Linked DNA regions of Mus musculus: region 2 is linked to region 1. The links are chromatin contacts, called in public promoter capture Hi-C maps. All regions are on one chromosome and are shown on one strand. Each heading gives the region's core, a stretch centred on a gene start, on an enhancer-like site or on the middle of the called end of the contact. The rest is flanking DNA. Distances are from core to core; before and after follow the strand shown.

Region 1 (4,516 bases), core at 1,053-3,552:
CCATTTCTTGACTCTCAGTGATGTTACAGGAGATCATCTGTGAACACATCTAGAAGCATGCCCAGCGCGGCACACAGCTCAATACAGTCTAATACCACATGCAATTATCAGCTTCAGCGAGCCCTGCTGCTGTTAGCTTGCCCAGTGATGGGAAGACTAATGTGGTTATGCCCGATTACCTTCCTTAACTCCTGTGCCCTAGATTTCATCCTGATGGCCCAAGATATCCACATGTACGCAGCCAGGGTCCAGTGGGGCCTGGTCATGTGCTTCCTGGCGTACTTTGGCACCCTGGCTGTGGAGTTCCGGCACTACCGCTATGAGATTGTGTGCTCCGAGTACCAAGAGAACTTCCTGAGCTTCTCAGAAAGCCTGTCAGAAGCTTCTGAATATCAGACGGATCAGGTGTAGCAACAGTTTGTCCTTGGGGGTGCGGTGGGTGTGGCAACAGGGGAGGGGCCAGGAGGATACACTCACGGGACTCGACACATCACCTCACGATGCTTTTCACACACACACACACACACGGATGCACACTCACGGCCATATCTGACAGAAGAGCTTTTCAGGGCAGGTTACTTCTTTCTTGAACAAGCACAAGCCCTCATGTATGGAAATACACGCTGTCACACCGAAAACATGCACGACAGAGCCAGAAGCTTGTGCATGACCACCTCCCCGCCCCCCACGCCCTCCCAGCAGGCCTTGCGCTTCTCATCCTTTTCCCGGTTCCAACCTGGCATCTTCCTCCTGCAAAGTAAGGCCGGCCGAATGTAAAGTGAGAGTCAAGCCAGCTCCCTAAGTCGCCTTCAGGTTGGAAGGGTTTGAGGCGAGCACGAGGGGAACTTGAGTGGAAACCTAGGAGCATCTGGCTGCATGCACCCCGCACTAAAGCTGGCCGTGGCCTGAGAGGCGTGGGCAGAGCTTTCCCATCAGTCTGACATCATCACTGTTCAGCGGTCGGCTTTGTGGATCCAGAGAGAGAAGCATGCTACAGAGAGTGAGCGGGAAAGAAGCCGGCCACCAGCATTTGGACTTGAGTCACTCTGCCTGAGGAAGATCTCCAAACGTGAATGCTACCGGGGACAGTCAGCCGCGAATGGCACGAGGTACGGCTGAGAGGGCGTGGCTTGGTTTTTCCTTCCACAGTGCATCACCCACAGTTCCAGTTTGCATTTTCTTTTTGAAGTGCCACTCTCACGGGTCTATGTAGGCCTCGTGGGCAAAGGTGTGGACCAAAGGCAAGAACCTTGTTTTGGCTTCAAGTATGAAAGGGGTATACGTGCAAGCTTAATTTATATCTGAAGAAATAATAAGAAAAAAAGATTCTCGAAGAATCGCAAAAGAAATCTACATGGAGGTGAAAGGTATGAGGGCTCTGAGGAAAGACAGGAGGTTAGCCCTCTTGCTGCTAGTCCAACCCAGGGGAGATTTTAACATCCGTGTGTTGCTCAAATTTTATAGTTTGAGGACTGGGGACTTTAAATTAAATTTGGAAGTTATAGAAGCAAATTAAAAACATCGCCCTCCCGCAAATCACATTGGCACAAATGGAGCTGCAATACTGCTAAGCTGTTCGGAGATGAGCCCAGAGGTGCAGGAGTTCAAGGCCATCCTAGATCCCTGTGCCAACAACAGAGTGCCAAGTGCACAAGCACCCCCTCCCCCAACCAAGTGCACAAGCACCCCCTCCCCAACCAAGTCACAAGCACCCCCTCCCCAACCAAGTCACAAGCACCCCCTCCCACATTGTTTCAAAAAACTCTCCAAACTCCTAGGGGGCTCAGACAGCCCGGAATGTAATGTGGAAAACGTTGTTTTGTAAATTCACCCTGAAGTATAGCTTCCCAAGGAAGGGTTCAAATGCTAAATCTCCGCCCCCCAGCATAGCGCCGAGCACGAGCACACAGTAAATGTCCAAATGAACAGATTTGCTGCTCGTTTCTGAGTGGAGGTGAGGAGCATCAAAGAGATTCAGAGACAAACGACAGAGTGGAAGACAGAGTGAAGAAGGAGGGGGAGGACTCATCACTACAGGGCAGGGCAGGGCAGGGAGTGAAAAGCCCCCAGTGGTGTGAGAAAGCCTCGAGTAGAGTATTCTCTTATTAAAAAAGGCGTCTTACCGTAAATACTCCAGGGGGATGTCTGTTAGTTTTGAAACTGCTATGAGGTTTCTCTTCTTTCCTCCTTTTCACTTTTCTATTTTAAAGATTTTTATCAAAGAACAAACGGTTTTATTTTACTCTCCACACTCCAAGTAAAGAGCTTTCGGTGACACACTTCTCTGCGTTCTTAAGAGTGTGCAGCAGCAGCAGCGGCAGCAGCAGCATCCAGCCAATACTGACATTACTCACTGGGACCTGGCCACTGAATAAAGGGGTTTTATGCTAAATCCTGACTTCCTTGTTTCTTACACTAACAGTTCTTCGTGGGTGTGCACGTACACGTCCGTGCTTGCTGTGGATAGCTTGCAGAACACGTTCTTTAATGCTCATTCTATTGTGACGGATACAGTTCAGGATCAGTCAAATGGAAGAGGTGCATGGGTGAAGAAGGCAGGCCTGGGGCTGGCTCCCTTGCCCTCAGTGCACCCCAGGCTCTCCATCCCAGCTGCCCCCCAACCTCCCGGAAGTAGGTAGGCTGGAGGTCTAAGCACCTGGTGAGCAGCCTCATCCTAAAGTTACCTCAGTAGCATGAAGTCTGGTACAAACAGAAGATGTTCATTATGAATAAAACACTGCTGTTCTGTCCTATGGGTGTTAGGAATTCCATGGCAGGAATGGAATCGAAAGCCAAACATCTTGTCTGAGAAAATATTTTTTGTACAATAAAGTTTTAGCATATTCTTTCTCTCCTCCCTGATCTTCCCCACCCCCACGTCCAATTTCTCTCTTCATAAGAAGCTAAAATCAAAGCAAACTAAAAAGAAAACCAGTAAGGCAAAACGCAGTGTCTTAGTCAGGGTTTCTTTTTTTTTTTTTTTTTTTAAAGATTTATTTATTATATGTAAGTACACTGTAGCTGTCTTCAGACACTCCAGAAGAGGGCGTCAGATCTTGTTACAGATGGCTGTGAGCCACCATGTGGTTGCTGGGATTTGAACTCTGGACCTTCGGAAGAACAGTCGGGTGCTCTTACCCACTGAGCCATCTTACCAGCCCCTTAGTCAGGGTTTCTATTCCTGCACAAACATCATGACCGAGAAGCAAGTTGGGGAGGAAAGGGTTTATTCAGCTTACACTTCCATGCTGCTGTTCATCATCAAAGGAAGTCAGGACTGGAACTCAAGCAGGTCAGGAAGCAGGAGCTGATGCAGAGGCCATGGAGGGATGTTACTTACTGGCTTGCTTCTTCTGGCTTGCTCGGCTTGCTTTCTTATAGAACCCAAGACTACCAGCCCAGGGATGGCACCACCCACAAGGGACCCTCCCACCTTGATCACTAATTGAGAAAATGCTTTACAGCTGGATCTCATGGAGGCATTTCCCCACCTGAAGTTCCTTTCTCTGTGATAACTCCAGCCTGTGTCAAGTTGACACAAAACCAGCCAGTATGCAGAGATCTCACAAAAGGACGTGGGGTGTTTGTGTGTACGTGTGTTAGCACATGGAATCTGCCCAGTTGTGTTGTTGACATACCCAATGACACTCCATTTGAGGAAGCTGTGTGTCCCAGAAAATACCAGTTATGGGTATCTTCCTGGTTAGGAGTAGGAAGGACTTTTTGTCTGCTCTCCTTCCTCAGGGCTGGGATGTTGTCTGGTTTGAACCTACACAGGCCTTGTGTCACTGTCACCGGCTCTGAGTTCACATGTGTGTTCTAGACATCAGTTCTATGGTGTCTAGAAACAGTTTCTTTGGGATCATCACCTCTGGCTCTGACTCTCTGCCTCCTCTTCTGCATAGAGGGGTCTTGAGAGAAGGGGTCTTCTTTCTTTCTTTCTTTCTTCCTTTTTAAGATTTATTTATGTCACTGTCTATGTCTTGAGACACACCAGAAGAGGGCATCAGATCCCCAAATGGTTGTGAGCTACCATGTGGTTGAGTCACCATGTGGTTGCTGGGAATTTAACTCAGGACCTCTAGAAGAGCAGTCAGTGGTCTTAACCGCTGAGCCATCTCTCCAGCCCGAGGGAAGGGGTCTCGATAAAGGCCTCCCAGTTAGCGCTAAGTGCTCCAAACTCACTCTCTGCACACTGTCCAGTTGTGGGTCTCTGCTAATTACCATCTACTCAGAGCAGCAGCTTCTTTGATGAGGGCTTAGTCTGTGAGCTATGGTATAGAAATGTGTCATTAAGAACCACTGTACTGCAGTGGGGTCTCCCCTAGGCTCATGACATTTAGGCCCAGTTCTTGGCCATCTTACGCAGTATTTTGTACAGGTTCCATGTCATGTCATCTGGGTTACCAAAGATCCAAAGTGATAAGTACCATATTTCCCCTTACATATGGACGTCATCTTTTAAGTTTTAGATATGTGTGATTCAATCCAAAAACCACAGTGGTTAGGTAGCTGG
Region 2 (4,516 bases), core at 603-3,102, 490 kb before region 1:
AAAATAAAAGGCCTTCTATAAATTTTACTGCTTAATAAAACTGCTTAGAAATGGAACATTCCCTGGGCTGGAGAGATGGCTCAGTGGTTAAGAGCACTGACTGCTCTTCCAAAGGTCCTAAGTTCAATTCCCAGCAACCACATGGTGGTTCACAACCATCTGTAATAGGATCTGATGCCCTCTTCTGGTGTGTCTGAAGACAGCTACAGTGTACTCATATACATAAAATAAATAAATCTTAAAAAGAAAGGAAGAGAGAGAGGTAGAACATTCCCAACCTACCTGTCACTCACTCCAAGGTTACTAGGACATGGCAGTGCTAAACTGTGTGGCAAGGATGTGCACCAGTGTGTGGCAGGGAGTTCCATTTCATCCAGTGTCTAGCTGCCACCAAGTAAGTCTGTGCCTCAATCAAGTAGAGGCAATAATACCACCCTTCAGGATCATAAGGCAAATATTTTAAAAAGCATTAAGAACCATGCCTACGGGCCCAGGAGTCAAAGGCACTTGCAGCTAAAACCGGATCCTTGAGCTGGAGAGATGGTCCAGCAGTTAAGAATGCTGGCTGCTCTGCCAGAGAGCGGATGTGGTTCCCAGCACCCACATGGTGGTTAATAGCCATCTGTAACTTCAGTGTTACAGAGGTTCAGTTGGGGGATCCAACACCTTCTTCTGGCCTCTGTGGGCATCAGGCACACATGTACATACACGGTGCACAGGCACGCACACAAGCAAAACACACCTACACACATAAAACTAAATTTAATTTTTTTTTTAAAGAGTGGGAGAAAAAAATACTGACAATCTCAGTTTGACCCCTGGAATCTACAAAATGCATACATACATACATACATACATACATACATACATACATACATACTGATACAGAGGCTCATAACTGTAATCCCAGAACTCCTACGAGAGACTGGGTGGGGGGTGGAGGCAGGAGAATTGCTTGGAAGCTCACAGCTGTGCAGCACAGTGGGAACAAGAGACAAGGCAGCTTCAACAGGAGGAGAGAAGAGACTTCCCAAAGCTGTCCTCCTGTCCCCTGACCTCCACATGCCTGCTGTGATCCTCAGATGCTGACATGTATGTTCAGACACACACCACAGAGAGATGGGGTGGGAGAAGGTGATGGTGATGACAACTACGACAGATAAAAAATAAAATAATAAAAATCACGCCTAACATAAAGCATAACATAACATAACTAACATAAAGTGTTCAGTCTGTTACAGAAACCAAAGCAATATAGCAATATTGGGGGACAGAGGTAGGTCAATAATAGAGCTCTCACCTAAAATGCACTGGCCCTGGGTTCAGTCCCTAATGCCTCAGGGAGGAAAAGAAAGGGGGGGGGGGAGGAAGAAAAGACGGAGGAGAAAGATCTGATCAGAAGCCCGGCATGGTGGTGCATGTCTTTAATCCCAGCCACAGGAGGCAGAGGCAGATGGGTCTCTGAGAGTTTGAGACCATCCTACAAACTGAGCTCTGGGATAGCCAGAACTCTAGAGAGACACACTCAAGGACAGTCTGAGCGGGCCTGGAACTCCAGGTCCCCAAGTGCCTTCTGGTTTCTTAGGTTAAAAGAGGAAAATAAGGTGTGAGACTCGGAGAGCTTTGTCAGGCAGGTAGCTAATCAGGGGAACCACACCCTCTCCTTTCCACCGAGACCTTAGAGGTTAGCCCTTGGAATTGTAAGGAGGAAAACCCTATTTGGTAAGAGATGGCTTTTGGTGCCTGGATTACCACAGCCAATCAGAGCACAGGACATTGCTCTTTGTACTCCAGCCCACCCCTACCCCACCCTCCACGGGGTTGATACCTCCTCCTTTCCTCGGAGTCTCTCTATTTGTAGTAAGACTCAACCCCAGACCACAGGACCGGTTCTGCCCAACCCTTTTGAACTGTAAGTATTTGTTAGGAAGTCTTTAAATCTAGGGGTCTTTCCTTTCAAAGTTTTATCTTATTCCTAACGTCGTTTGAGATTACGCTGAAAGATCATTGTTTTCTTCACTAATTGCTTTAACTTTAGTAATTTTTAGTGGAACTCAGCAATTAGGGGTCAGGCTTGCTAAACGTCATGCTTTGAGCATCTCAGTTGGGATCCTCTGGGCTCTGGGGCACCGTTCTCATGCCCACTGCTTGCTTTCGGGGAGGGCATGTTGTGTGCTGGATTTCCTAACTAGATCTTCTCTCTCTCTCTCTCTCTCTCTCTCTCTCTCTCTCTCTCTCTCTCTAAGTGATCTAGTTTCTTTATACATAATATATATATATATATATATATATATATATATATATTTGTTTAAACTACCTGGAGATTTTTATAGGTTTAGTCAGTGGGATTTCTGTAGATTTATTAGTTTGTAAAGTTTGGGAATCCTTAGGAGTTCTCACTATGAAAGCAAAACTCCAACTGCTCTGGGGGTTTGATCAGTACTCACTAACGCTCCTAGAGAAACACTCACATCTCACGTTGGGCAGCTCACGAGACTGAAGAACACTGAATCTTCATATCAGTGTATAATAGAAGGACTTCAGGCATATGTTGCTTAGAACCTGGCTTTATCGATATTAACAAGATTTATTAATATAACTAGTGCCATGTAACATAATTTTATTAAGCTGGTGTAGTCTCCTTCTAGAGAGTGGTGTGTTCTGAGGCAGAAATATAGGCACAAGAATGAGTCTAAGACTAATAGATAAAATTAAGATATTCAACTGTGAGCCAAATCCTACAAGATTTCCTGGTAGGGGCCAGTCCTTGCCAAGGAATCTCAGAAGGAAGGTATTTATCATGTTGCCTTTCTAAGCCCGTCGACTTAGAGTCCTGTTTCTGTCTCCTCCTCGCCTCTATTTTTTTTTTCTTTTTTCTTTTTTCTTGAGTGGTCCTCACCAGTTTCTATTACTTTCCTATTGCGCGTTTAAGGATGCATGCGGCAGAGCTCTGCCCCCACCGTCAGGAAACTACAGATTTCTCCTTGGCCCAAAACAACTCTATCGCAAGACTTTTTATGCACACAGCTGGGTCAATTCATGTTTTCTAATGGACTTGGAGTTATTTGTAACAGACAAAGCAAAGAGCCAGAGGTTGCAAGGTCTGCAAGTCACTGGGTGGGCGTCTCCACCATCAAGGGGTCCGTCCTGCATCACCAGCAGATAAGAACCATGAGCTGAGTTTGCACGTGCTCTGCAGACGTGGGAGGCTCAGGCAGGGGTTGGGGGGGGGGGGGGTGGAATCTGTCAGCCTGGGGAAAGGAGCACTAGTCACCAAAGCAGCCACATTCCTTTGTGCAGCACACAGGGGCTGCAGCGCAGAAAACTGACGATTACAATCTCCCAGACCCTAGGCTAATTACAGCTTTCCAGAATAGTGACCAGGAATCTGCTTTGCCGGCAAGCTTTCCAAAATGCTTTTGAGACGGGCCTGGGCAAAAATGAAGTTAGTCTAAAGAGATACTGACATCTCATAGTCTTACTCTTCAACTATTATAGCAACAGACCCTAAAGAAATGGGACTGTCTCAGGAGTCTCAGGAGAAGGAAAAGCCTCTGGTCAGAGGAGGGACTTGTCCTGCAGGAAAGGATCCCACGGAGTTCTGCAACTTGTCAGACCACCTTACAGGATGCGGCTGAAGCCACGTGATGCTTACCTGAGCAGATCCCCGCCTTCAGTTTAAGCCTTAATCTCAGACCCCAAATTCAGTACCAGTCTTCACATAAGATAAAATCTGAGGACTGCGGAACCGGCCCAAACATAAAGTCACAGAACACTCCTAGAAACACAGCACAACCTTAGGCAGATGCCGGGCAGTTTGGGGTTCCTCTTTTTTTTTTAAATCCCTTTACTTCCTGGTGACTTTTTTTTTTTTTTTTTTTTTTTTTTTCGAGACAGGGTTTCTCTGTGTAACCCTGGCTGTCCTGGAACGCACTCTGTAGACCAGACAGGCCTCGAACTCAGAAATCCGCCTGCCTCTGCTGGGATTAAAGGCATGCGCCACCACACCACACCCGGTCTTCTTGTGACTTTTAATTTGAGATGACTAAGGTTAAACTTTTGATGGAAGCATTGGGGAAAAAAAAAAGAAACAAGAACAAAAACAAAACGGGTTTAGGGTTAGTTTGCATTGCATTTTACGTTTTATTATAATTTCCAACAGAAGAGGGATTGTGACCGCATCACGGGGCTGCCGTAAGAGTGCACGGAGTGAGTTTTTGCGGACTTCTGGTGTTTTGTTGTTAGTTCTTCTGTTGGTTGGTTTTGGTGGCATCATACCGAGGATCAGGGGCAGGGAAAGGGCGGTGGGCACGCGCATGCTCAGCATGGACTCCCCTGTGCCTGTTGGCTCTTCAACTGTGGAGGAGGTGTTTCTTCTATGAGAAACCGCGCAGGCTAGACAGTCTAAGACCCTCTTCAGAGGAAGCTGGAGGTGCAACCGGCAGTCCTGGAGCGCTGATTCCCTCTAGGACTGCACTTCTAGACAGTGCTAGGCAGAGCATCCTTCCCCCACAGC

The links. Promoter capture Hi-C pulls out the DNA fragments that hold promoters and counts their contacts.
Region 2: a promoter capture Hi-C map of stem cell-derived epiblast-like cells shows a contact between it and region 1, with 2.5 times the contacts expected there. The contact joins the promoter of Plac8 here to the promoter of Tmem150cos in region 1. A contact is called at or near these places in 1 of 39 promoter capture datasets (stem cell-derived epiblast-like cells), 1 of 115 datasets of contacts at active chromatin or transcription factors (microglia) and 1 of 9 other capture datasets (liver).

What each region holds. Positions count from the first base shown.
Region 1 is chr5:100,075,748-100,080,263 of GRCm38.p6, reverse strand. It overlaps Tmem150cos (transmembrane protein 150C, opposite strand), which reads right to left and starts at 2,302. Exons shown (of 5, transcript NR_045993.1): 1 at 2,124-2,302. Tmem150c (transmembrane protein 150C) reads left to right here. Exons shown (of 8, transcript NM_001382851.1): 8 at 203-2,392. The coding sequence ends at 411.
Region 2 is chr5:100,569,541-100,574,056 of GRCm38.p6, reverse strand. It overlaps Plac8 (placenta-specific 8), which reads left to right and starts at 1,852. Exons shown (of 5, transcript NM_139198.3): 1 at 1,852-1,912.